Linked DNA regions of Mus musculus: regions 1 and 3 are each linked to region 2. The links are chromatin contacts, called in public Hi-C and HiChIP or PLAC-seq maps. All regions are on one chromosome and are shown on one strand. The core of a region is the stretch at or near the end of the contact, and the rest is flanking DNA. Distances in the headings are between cores, read along the strand shown.

Region 1 (3,147 bases), core at 61-2,560, 220 kb before region 2:
TTTCCTGAGAGTGCTCTTGGCAGGGCAGGACTTCTGAATGCAGTGTCGTAAGCCTGGGTGGAGCCTCTGCTGGGGTGGGTTTAGTAACCCTTGCATCTTACACATTTAACCCACTATGTGGAAAGAGCCATCCTGAGAAAGCTAGTAATATTGACTGGAGCCTTTTTGTTCATACACTTTTCTAAAATAGAAAAGCATTATAAAACATTAACTTATTTTAATTTTGTAGACTTTTGAGGACTTGTTCCTTGAACATAGAATTAGTCCAAAGTAAAATTATAATGGAGTCTACTAAGAGATCCCAATAGCTGGGGTCTGTTAATATTACTGTCAGTAGCTCTTGAAAATAGTTTGGAAGTTAGGCTTTTAGCTTAGATGAAATAGTGGAGACTCAGAACGTACCTCAGTAGGAGAGATGCGCAGTCCATGTGCTCCGTTTAGGAAGGCTACTCACAGGTCGGAATTAGTGCAGCTCAGCTCAGCTCAGCTACAGTTTGGTTTTAGATGTTGTGTCTTGAAGAGAGAAAAAAAAATTTCAGCTTACCTCTTTAAAGATTAACAACAGACAATGTTACTGAGTGAATGATAATTTAAAAACAGGTGACATGTCCTGTGGCCTGTTAGGATGGGATTTCTGCTGCTCCAGAGTCCTGGAGGGTCCAGGAATAAATCCCACTACAAATATGTCTTCTGTAGAATCGAGTACTTGCTGAATGAGTGAGCACATTGATTTGTTAGCATTGTAATGATGCTGTTAGACATGGTTTTTTGTTTGCTCCCATTTAGTGTAATAAAGTCAACAGAATAGTTACTGGCAAAGCTCACCTCCTCATCTCTCACCTCTTTTGCTTTGTTCCAGCTGTAGCACTTCCGGAGGTTGTGGGTTGGAACACATGGTGAAGAGGAGGAATAGTAATCACAGCTAGGAAAATGGTAGCAATTACTAAACAACCCAGACATCATGTCTCCTGATGGTGGCTCGGTTGTTGGTGCTGGGAACTGAACCAGGTACCCCAATAGCACGAGGGGCGGGGCCGGGGAGCAGGATGAGCTCTCGGTCACCGAATGCTTTATGAGGTTTAAGCTTGCTCTGGGCAGGATGTAAAAGGACAAGCTCTTTGTACTTGGTGTGACATTTTAAATGTCGTAATGAAGGTCTTTGGCATCCTAGTAGTCAGCAAATAAACACTGAATCTATAGTTGCTAGTTACCTTTATTGTGAATGGAGAAATAAGGAAGAGAGAAAATCATGACTGGTATCATGGCCATCATGTTGTGGCCTGTGTTGTACCAGTGCTGAGTAAGAAGCCTTGCTGAGAAGTGACAGGATGGCATGTTGTCTCTACTCTGTACAAGGGCATGCCATGTGGACAGTGTACGTTTGTGCACGTGTGTCCTTTACTTTTCTTTCTTATTTAGAGCACACAAAGAAACCTTGACAAATAGCGAGGAGGGGAATTTGATGGCAAGGCGCAGAGCAGGTTACCCCTTGTTTATTCTAGGCTGTGTCCCGAGGTCTGATCAGTACAGGGGCTGCTGTCCTCTTCCCTTCCTTCCCCGCCATGGCTCCTAGCCACGTGCATTGATGAGTGTACTTTCCTCTCTCGAGCCTCACCCTGACACTGCTTTCTTAGTTTCTCTACAGGATAGACTGGTTTTTTTGTTTTTTGTTTTTTCCCCTGAGTGATAGAATGAGTCAGAAGTGGCTGAGTGCTTATTTATATTTAGTATTTATTAGTATTTTAATGGAAATTAATGGGATTTCACAAACCATATGAAATACAATTTTGTGTGTATGTTTTTAAAGTTTAGTTTATAATTTTGTGTGATATATAATAATCTTTACCAAGCCTGGGGCTGCTTAGATTTTGTGCTACCTTTTTTTTTTTTTTTAAGAAGTTATATATTTCCTCCTCTTGTTTTTGTTTTGTTGTTTTGAGGCAGGGTTTCTCTGTGTAGCTCTGGCTGTCCTAGAACCTACTTTTGTAGACCAGGCTGACGTCAGACTCAGAGCTTGAGATACATTTTGGGTTTTAATATTGATGTAAGGATTTGATTTCATTTTTGCATATGTCTATTCAGTTGTTTCTGTTTTGAATCTGTATAAATAGAAACCCTCAAAAAAATTTTTCCATGCTTGGTTACAGGAAGCCAAATCAGATGGCTGGGAAATGTTTGATGTTCACGTGCTGGGGTCACATACATGGTACAGCATCCTTTGAGATTTTGATTACGCCTCTACTACTAGATTGTATGGCTTGCCCCTTTTGCTTGTATTTTGGCTGTGAGCTGTGTGTGAGAGGTTTAGGTGAATTAAGAAGCAGGAGTGAGAGAGCTTCCTCTCAGACATTTAGATAGAAAGCAGTGAGCTTCATTTGCTTGGACAGATAACGCTGGGAGCATTTTAAAAGTTATGTTTGAAAACAGAGAGACCTAAGGATGTGGAGCACTGCTTAAGCACTGGGCTTTTGGGCTGCAGTGTCTTGAAGATCTGAGAGGTAGAAAATGTCCTGCGCTGTGGTCTTCCCTGCAGGGATTCTTGAGCATAATGCAGTGGAGACACTCAGAAATAATGTGCAGTGGTAAGTGAAGTAATATGTGGGGGAATTAGAGAGAGCGGCGAGGAAAAGGAAGCTGTGCCCTGGTGGGAAGGCCTGTGCTTGGCGTGACAGGGGCCCTGGCTCAGTCCCCAGAACCAAGGTGAATTAAGAAAAGAGACATGATACTCCCCTTCCTCACAGTTCCATGTGTGTCCTCTTCCATGTTACACACGTGCTTCATGTATCTGGTCTCTGCAGTCCAAGGTTTGGGGGTCTCCGTCTATCCATTTCACCTGTTGATGGATGTTAAGGGCTATTTCTTGTTTGTGGCTGTGGGATTATGAATAGTGTTGATATGAGCAGTTGTATGAATGCATTTGGTAAATGAACCTCTGTACATTTTTATTGATTCTAGGTTTATAAGCAGCTGGGGGAAGTGTTGAGGACAGGTGTTATAAAGGGGGTGAACATGAGAATGTAGCCAGAGTCACAGGACCCATCCTCTGAGGTACCATTTCCCACTGAGTATCATCGTTACGAGGTCCTCAAGGGTGTGCATGCTAACATTACCTTTCAGATTTGTTTTCCATAGCAAAATCATTACTCA
Region 2 (3,242 bases), core at 361-2,860:
GAGATCACAGCGGTGCAGTAGGAAAGTCTCTGGCATGATTAATAAACCACAGCTAGAATAATAACCAGCTAAGAGCTTTTACTTGGTGTTTCTTGTGTGCCAAGCATCATGTTGCTTTATGCATATTATTAGGATCTGTAAAGATTCCCCCTCACTCCTGACAGTTCCTCCATGTGGAAGAACTTCTGCTCCAGCATTTCTGACTTATTCCACTCCGAATTAGTGCTTCCCCAGGAAGAAGAATCAGGCTGGGAGAGGAGTGATTTCTTAATGGTGATTTGAGGAGAGGACTGGGAGCCTGTATCTCAGACTCCCTTCATCACATAGCAGCCAAACTCTTCTCCCTCCCGTGGTTACAGAGTGAATTCCTGGGGTTGGGGGGTGGGGAGAGGAGAAGAAAGAGAGGAAGGGAGGAAGGGAGAAAGCTGAAGCACACAAAATCCCAAGACTGGGAAACAAAATGAGTGACAAAGAAATTATACAAGCGGCTTCTAGTCCCAAGTGTTCCTTCTGCTCTGAGGGGAGGAAGTGGGGCTCATCAAGGTGGTAGAGGAAGATTTGGTATCCATGAGATGGTCCAGTGAAATCTGAGGAAGACAAGTGCATACACACAATTTAACAAGGAGGAAACGGACAGAGTGTCTCATAATAAACTTAAATTAGAAGAAGAGAAACCTGAGAAACAGGACAAGCTTGTGGATGAAGATACAGGAGACTCACAAGCTGGTACTTAACCAGTGAAGGAGATGCTGCCGAAGACCTGCTGAGACCCAACTAATAACATGACCAAATGAAATCATTCTTTGATAGTATTGCTTATGGTGATACTGGAGAAAGGAGCCCGAGTTAGGCTGAAGAAAGGTTAGATGCTGAAATGTTCGGAACCCCAATTTGTCCAGATGGTGGCCATGGAGCTACCAAGGCAGAGAAGTGTTGGCTTTCATATGGCAGGGTACGTGGTAGTGGCCGAGGAGGGACCATCACTGCCCCTCAAGTGGATTCAGAGGCATCATGGAGCAGAGAGTGCAGATTTTGACTATAGGAAAGATAATAAAGTCACCTCCTAGTCTACAGACAAGTTCCAGTCTCTGTACCCTTCTCATTCTGTTTGGAGATGCTATAATATGAGGTAGCTTATTTCAGCAGTTAGGGTGCTGGGTGGTAGACAGCTTTGTCAGTCAGCTATACACACACCGGTAAATAAACATTTTATATAGTTGTAAAATTTCATTCTATTCTGTTGCCAAAGAAACATTAAGAACTTTGTATAGCTTTTTAAAAAGCAACTACGTTTCTTTTAAAGAGAATAACTTTTAAAGTTTAAAAGAAAGGTGTGTGTGTGTCCTGCCTGTCTGATCTTGGCAGTTCTTTCCTGTTCAAGTATACTAACTTCGAGTCAATGATGACTAGGCTTTGACAGCGTCCTCTTGGCTTCCTCTGCGTCATCGTCATCGAAGCCATTTGAATGCTGACTTTTCCCCCTGGGCTTGCTAAGCCCAGTCCCTAGGGGACACAGCCATTTGAAACTCCCTGCGGTTTGAATGGGCTGGCCCAGCTGGCAGAGATCTGCAGCTGTGTTGCCTTTGGTTGCGTGGCAACGCAGCACCCCACCCATCTTCTGTTCTCAGAGCTGAAGATCAACACTGCTGAAGCTCTGTCTGCTCTTGCTGTCTCACAAGGACCGGAAGAGGATGAAACACCAGTCAGTACCGGGGGAATTGCAACGGAAAAATATTTTTCCATTTCGGTCAAGTCGCCATCGGGAAATCATTCAGACTCAATATTGAGACTGATACAGGGCGGTGAGTGGCATTTCTTGAGCAGGCTTTTCTGTTTGCAGAGAAATGCCCGCCCTTTGCGAACAATCAGCACCATTCAGCCTGGCAGGGTTGACGGAGCTTGGGGCAGGCCGCTGATAGATTTCATCTGCTTCTGAAACTCCGTGGTTTCGTACAGGAACACTGAAAAAGAGACTAGAAACAGGAAGTGGAAAAAAAAAACATTTCTACCTAATGGAAACTACCTTTTGTTCATCTGCACCTGCATTCCTGTTAAACATTTAAATTAGCGCAGGTATCTACTTTTCTAGGGACTATCCCCAGATGGTATGTACCCTAGAGGGGCTTTGCCTCTGATCTGGAATCTTCCTGTCACCATAACAAATCTCTCATTCTCTTTTCGCATTCCTCAGAAAAGAAACAGCTTGCCCATTGCCAGGAGGAATTAAGATCAGAGTCAGGGCAAAGTTCTAAACCAGTCTCCCCCTCCCCCACCCCTCCCCCTCCCCCACCCCCACCCCTCTCCCCTCCCCTCTCCCCTCCCCTCTCCCTCCCTCCCTCGCTTTATTTATTTATTTATTTATTTATTTATTTATTTATCTATCTATCTATTTATTTATTTATTTATTTATTTATTTATTTATTTATTTATTTTTGTGGCAGGGGTCTCTGTAACATAGCCTGGAACTCAGCCACACAACTGAGGATGGCCCTGAACTTGTGTGAGCCTCCTGACTTTCCTTCCTAAGTGCTGGGATTACAGGGATGCCCTTGTGCCACCATGCCCACCCAGCTCAGAAGCTCTCTTAGTGTAATTGTTGAGTAGCTCCCGAATAGTAAGGAACTGAGATGTAGTTGCCTTTGGTCAAGGAGGGGTCAGAGACAAGAGGAGTAAGATGATGACGGTTGGAAGATGTATGTCCGAGTGCACCACAGGGAAGCCAGGCTCAGAACTCCTTTTCACTCTGGTCCTTGCCTGCATCGACCCTGCTAGACGCTAGCAGATACTTTCTCACTAAGGTGGGGGAGGGTGGCTGAGACCCTTGATGGCACTGTGCCCAGAACAGAAAATGTGGTTGTTGGCAACTATATCAAAGGGCAAGGCTCTGCTCATTTAGAAACCTTTCCACCTCTGCTTACCAGACCCCATAACCTAGCATGCCCAAGGCCCACAGAAACTTTGGAACAATAGGCTTTGCCCCTCCTGTCAGTTATTTATTCATTTATTTAATTTTTCATTTTGAAGACAGGATATGGCTGCTCTTTTAACGTGTGTGAGTTCAAATCCCAGCACCTACATGATGGCTAACAGGTATCTCGAACTCCAGTTTGAGGGGATTTGATACCCTCTTCTGGCCTCCTCTGCTAATGGACAAATGTGGCTTAGACATAAGAGCCTGCAAAAACACTCATCCACATAAAATAAAAATAAATAAGTCTTTGAAAAAAATGTTTTTATTTACT
Region 3 (2,909 bases), core at 46-2,545, 140 kb before region 2:
CATTCATTTTTATTTTCTATGTATAAATGTTTGCCTGTGTGGGGTATACGCACTGTGTGTGCCTTGCGCCTGCAGTGATGAGAAAGTGACATTGGATGCACTGGAACTGAGCTTAGAGACAGTTGTAAGATACACGTGAACCTAAGTTCTCTAAGAGCTCTGAAGCCCTGGGTTTACTTCATATAAAATTCTTATCAAAGGCATTACATCTATAAGCATAACTGAATTCTAAAGTAATGCACATTGGTTGCCTGTGAAGAGATTCCATTTCTTAAAGTCAGTGTTTATCTGTGCCTATAAAATTGTATTCCATTTTACATATGGAAAGATTGCATATTTTATGAGTAAATAAATTACAAAATAAAGTACTAATAGGTCCTTTCTTTGATTTTATTTTACTCTGATCAGGTCCTTCAAGGGTTAGATTATCTACACAGTAAGTGCAAGATAATTCACACCGACATAAAGCCGGAAAACATCTTGATGTGTGTGGATGACGCTTACGTGAGAAGAATGGCAGCCGAAGCCACGGAGTGGCAGAAAGCAGGTGCTCCTCCTCCCTCTGGGTCTGCAGGTGAGGGGTCCGAGCCCTCATTGCTTCAGTCTGCTTGGGGGCTGGGAGCTTTTAAAGCCGGGCAGGGACGGCGTGAGTCCGATGTGTGCGTACACATTAGGAACCTTTTCTCAAGAGTTTGGATGTGGAAATGACTTTTGCTTAAGATGGTGTTTGAGTTCATCCTTTTAGCTCTTTGTTGTTGCCCTGTATGAATTCTTAGCTGTTGCTTCATTACATAGGAGCATGTTCTTGTGTGGTCCAAGTCTCTGGAGAATATATGATAGCTTTCTTATAGCCTACCTTCAGTCTTCTGATTTTGTTTTTTTGTTTTTTTTTTTCTGATTTAGGTTTCATAACAATATTTTCTTTTCTTAAACTAAAGTAGATGCCTCCACCTCAGTTTAGCCGACACATTTGATATCAGCCGTGGACGCTCTAGGGTGGGGGGCGCGGAAGGGGAGCAGGGACTTAAGCTTTAGCTTAGTTTCTCTTGCGAGGGTGACAGGAGTCACTGGGGAGACTGGAATGTTGGTTGTGCTCCCCTCTGACTGACAGGGCTCCAGAGAGGTGCTGTCACCTCACCTGGAGTGTCATTGTGATGTTATCATATCAGCTCATGCAACCAAAGTCATGAAGCTTCTGATGCTTGCCCTGCTGAATTCTAGAGCCATTGCACAGTGTGCTGTGCTATGTGAGTTCATTTCCTGTGTGGTGCTTTCCCAGTAGTTTTCAAACACGACTGTGCAGCTTCTCATTTAACATGTTCATTGCCTCGTTTGCAGAACATGTTTGGGTCTGTGACTGATGGGTAAACTCTTGCATTTCCTTTTCTTTTTCCGTTGTGCTCAGTTTGCCAGTGCTCTGAGAGAGGCTGTTTGCAAGGAAAGTGGCGCGAGGGCTTAGCTTCCTGTGGCCTGGAATTGCACAGTCTGTTTGAATTGCACAAACTTTTCCTAGGTTCCTATCTTTAGCAATCTCTAAGGTTCAAGTTTTTCAAAGCTGGGTAGTTATTAAAACAGTATTATTTCATTTTGCAAATCAAATTACCCAAAGGTGCCTGTTTTCCTCTGAATACCCATTCTGTTTTATTTTGTTTTAGTGAGTACGGCTCCACAGCAAAAACCTGTAAGTATTCACATGTCTATTCAGCATGTCAGAAGGAACTGCTCACTCTTGAGCTTCACAAATTATGTAGAAAATATTATAACCTTCATTAATTTAGAAGTGGGCATGTTTGTAAATGCTCTGTGTCATCAGAAAACCCTCATGACTTCCTGCCGTGGATGGGAATAGTCATGCTGCTGCAAAGCCAGGCTCCTCCTGGGCTCTCGAGGCTGCTGTTGGCCAAGTCTGTGAATTGCAAGGTTTTAGTTCAAGTTTAAAATATAAGTGTTCCAGACTCTTTTTTAAATGACTTCTTCTTGGCCTTCAAGTATCCTGTTTTGCCAAAAAACCATTTTAATCTTTTATAGCCAGCTGTTTAAGTAAGAATGAGCACCATCAATTCTGTGATCCTGTCGAATCACTGAGCAGTTGGCTCGGAGGAGTAGTTCCAAGTGTGGTGAATTGTTACTTGTGTAGCTCTCCCCTGGACTTTGGGGTTGGGTTATGGCCTCTGAAGCTTGGCAGGCACTCGTTGCTAGGCTTTCTGAGACTTATGGCTGTAGCTTGAGGCTGACAAAACTGTGGCTTTTCCTTTTTTTGATTTTGATTTTTTTTTTTATATTATCTGCTTATTTCTGAAAGTTCATGGTATATTGGCTGTTGTTCACAGCTTGGTATCAGAGCCAAACTCAGATATAGTGCTGTTGGCACCCGTCTTGGCAGGTGTTTGTTTTTATTGTTAAGGAATAAAAATGACCCGATATAGTCAGCAGCAAGGATTGCTTGCAAGAGAAGATTCTCGCTCAAAGCCAGGTGTTTCACCATGCTCATCTCCTAGACTTTTCTCCTAGAAGTTAGGGAGGGTACTAACAGTCTGAGCCCAGCCCTCCCCTAAGGTGGCTCTTCTGGCTGGGTTAGTGAGCATAACTGTGTAGGTTGTAGGAAAGCACAGTTGGATTCACTATGTTACCAATACTTGAACTCCTGAATAGTGTTTTAAAGAGTGCTTTTCTGACCCATGGCATCACACTTCCACCTGACCCACACTTTCTTACCATGTTGTAGATAGGAAAAATATCTAAAAACAAAAAGAAAAAGCTGAAAAAGAAACAGAAGAGACAGGCTGAGTTGCTGGAGAAACGCCTACAGGAGATTGAGGAATTGGAGCGAGAAGCCGAAAGGAAAATCCTAGAGGAGAACATCACCTCTGCAGAAGCTTCCGGGGAGCAGCAGGATGGAGAGTACCAGC

The links. A called contact is a pair of places that touch in the nucleus more often than the background predicts. HiChIP or PLAC-seq counts read pairs in DNA pulled down with a chosen protein or histone mark.
Region 1: a Hi-C map of Th1 cells shows a contact between it and region 2, with 4 times the contacts expected there. The contact joins two enhancer-like sites. A contact is called at or near these places in 4 of 484 Hi-C or Micro-C datasets (CD4 T cells, Th1 cells, muscle stem cells and 1 more), 6 of 115 datasets of contacts at active chromatin or transcription factors (the 230-238 cell line, CD8 T cells, effector CD8 T cells and 3 more) and 3 of 9 other capture datasets (adipose tissue, liver and macrophages).
Region 3: a contact with region 2 is called in an H3K4me3 HiChIP or PLAC-seq map of bone marrow-derived macrophages, with 5 times the contacts expected there. The contact joins two enhancer-like sites. A contact is called at or near these places in 4 of 115 datasets of contacts at active chromatin or transcription factors (CD8 T cells, bone marrow-derived macrophages, double positive thymocytes and 1 more) and 1 of 9 other capture datasets (liver).

Annotation. Positions count from the first base shown.
Region 1 is chr5:23,609,909-23,613,055 of GRCm38.p6, reverse strand. All of the region lies in intron 2 of Srpk2 (serine/arginine-rich protein specific kinase 2), which reads left to right. Among named protein-coding and RNA genes, the nearest start is that of Srpk2, 64 kb to the left of the region's middle. Within about 2 kb of position 1,310, at least 18 of the 459 cell types and tissues checked have an H3K27ac peak or open chromatin away from gene starts, as enhancers often do. A contact at or near this core is called in CD8 T cells, Th1 cells and regulatory T cells, where this site is marked.
Region 2 is chr5:23,385,424-23,388,665 of GRCm38.p6, reverse strand. The region is part of intron 1 of 5031425E22Rik (RIKEN cDNA 5031425E22 gene); the gene reads left to right. Among named protein-coding and RNA genes, the nearest start is that of 5031425E22Rik, 46 kb to the left of the region's middle. Within about 2 kb of position 1,610, at least 405 of the 459 cell types and tissues checked have an H3K27ac peak or open chromatin away from gene starts, as enhancers often do. A contact at or near this core is called in CD8 T cells, Th1 cells, bone marrow-derived macrophages and 1 more, where this site is marked.
Region 3 is chr5:23,525,562-23,528,470 of GRCm38.p6, reverse strand. It overlaps Srpk2 (serine/arginine-rich protein specific kinase 2), which reads left to right. Exons shown (of 16, transcript NM_001359173.1): 8 at 409-574; 9 at 1,656-1,681; 10 at 2,726-2,909. Among named protein-coding and RNA genes, the nearest start is that of Kmt2e, 93 kb to the right of the region's middle. Within about 2 kb of position 1,295, at least 16 of the 459 cell types and tissues checked have an H3K27ac peak or open chromatin away from gene starts, as enhancers often do. A contact at or near this core is called in bone marrow-derived macrophages, where this site is marked.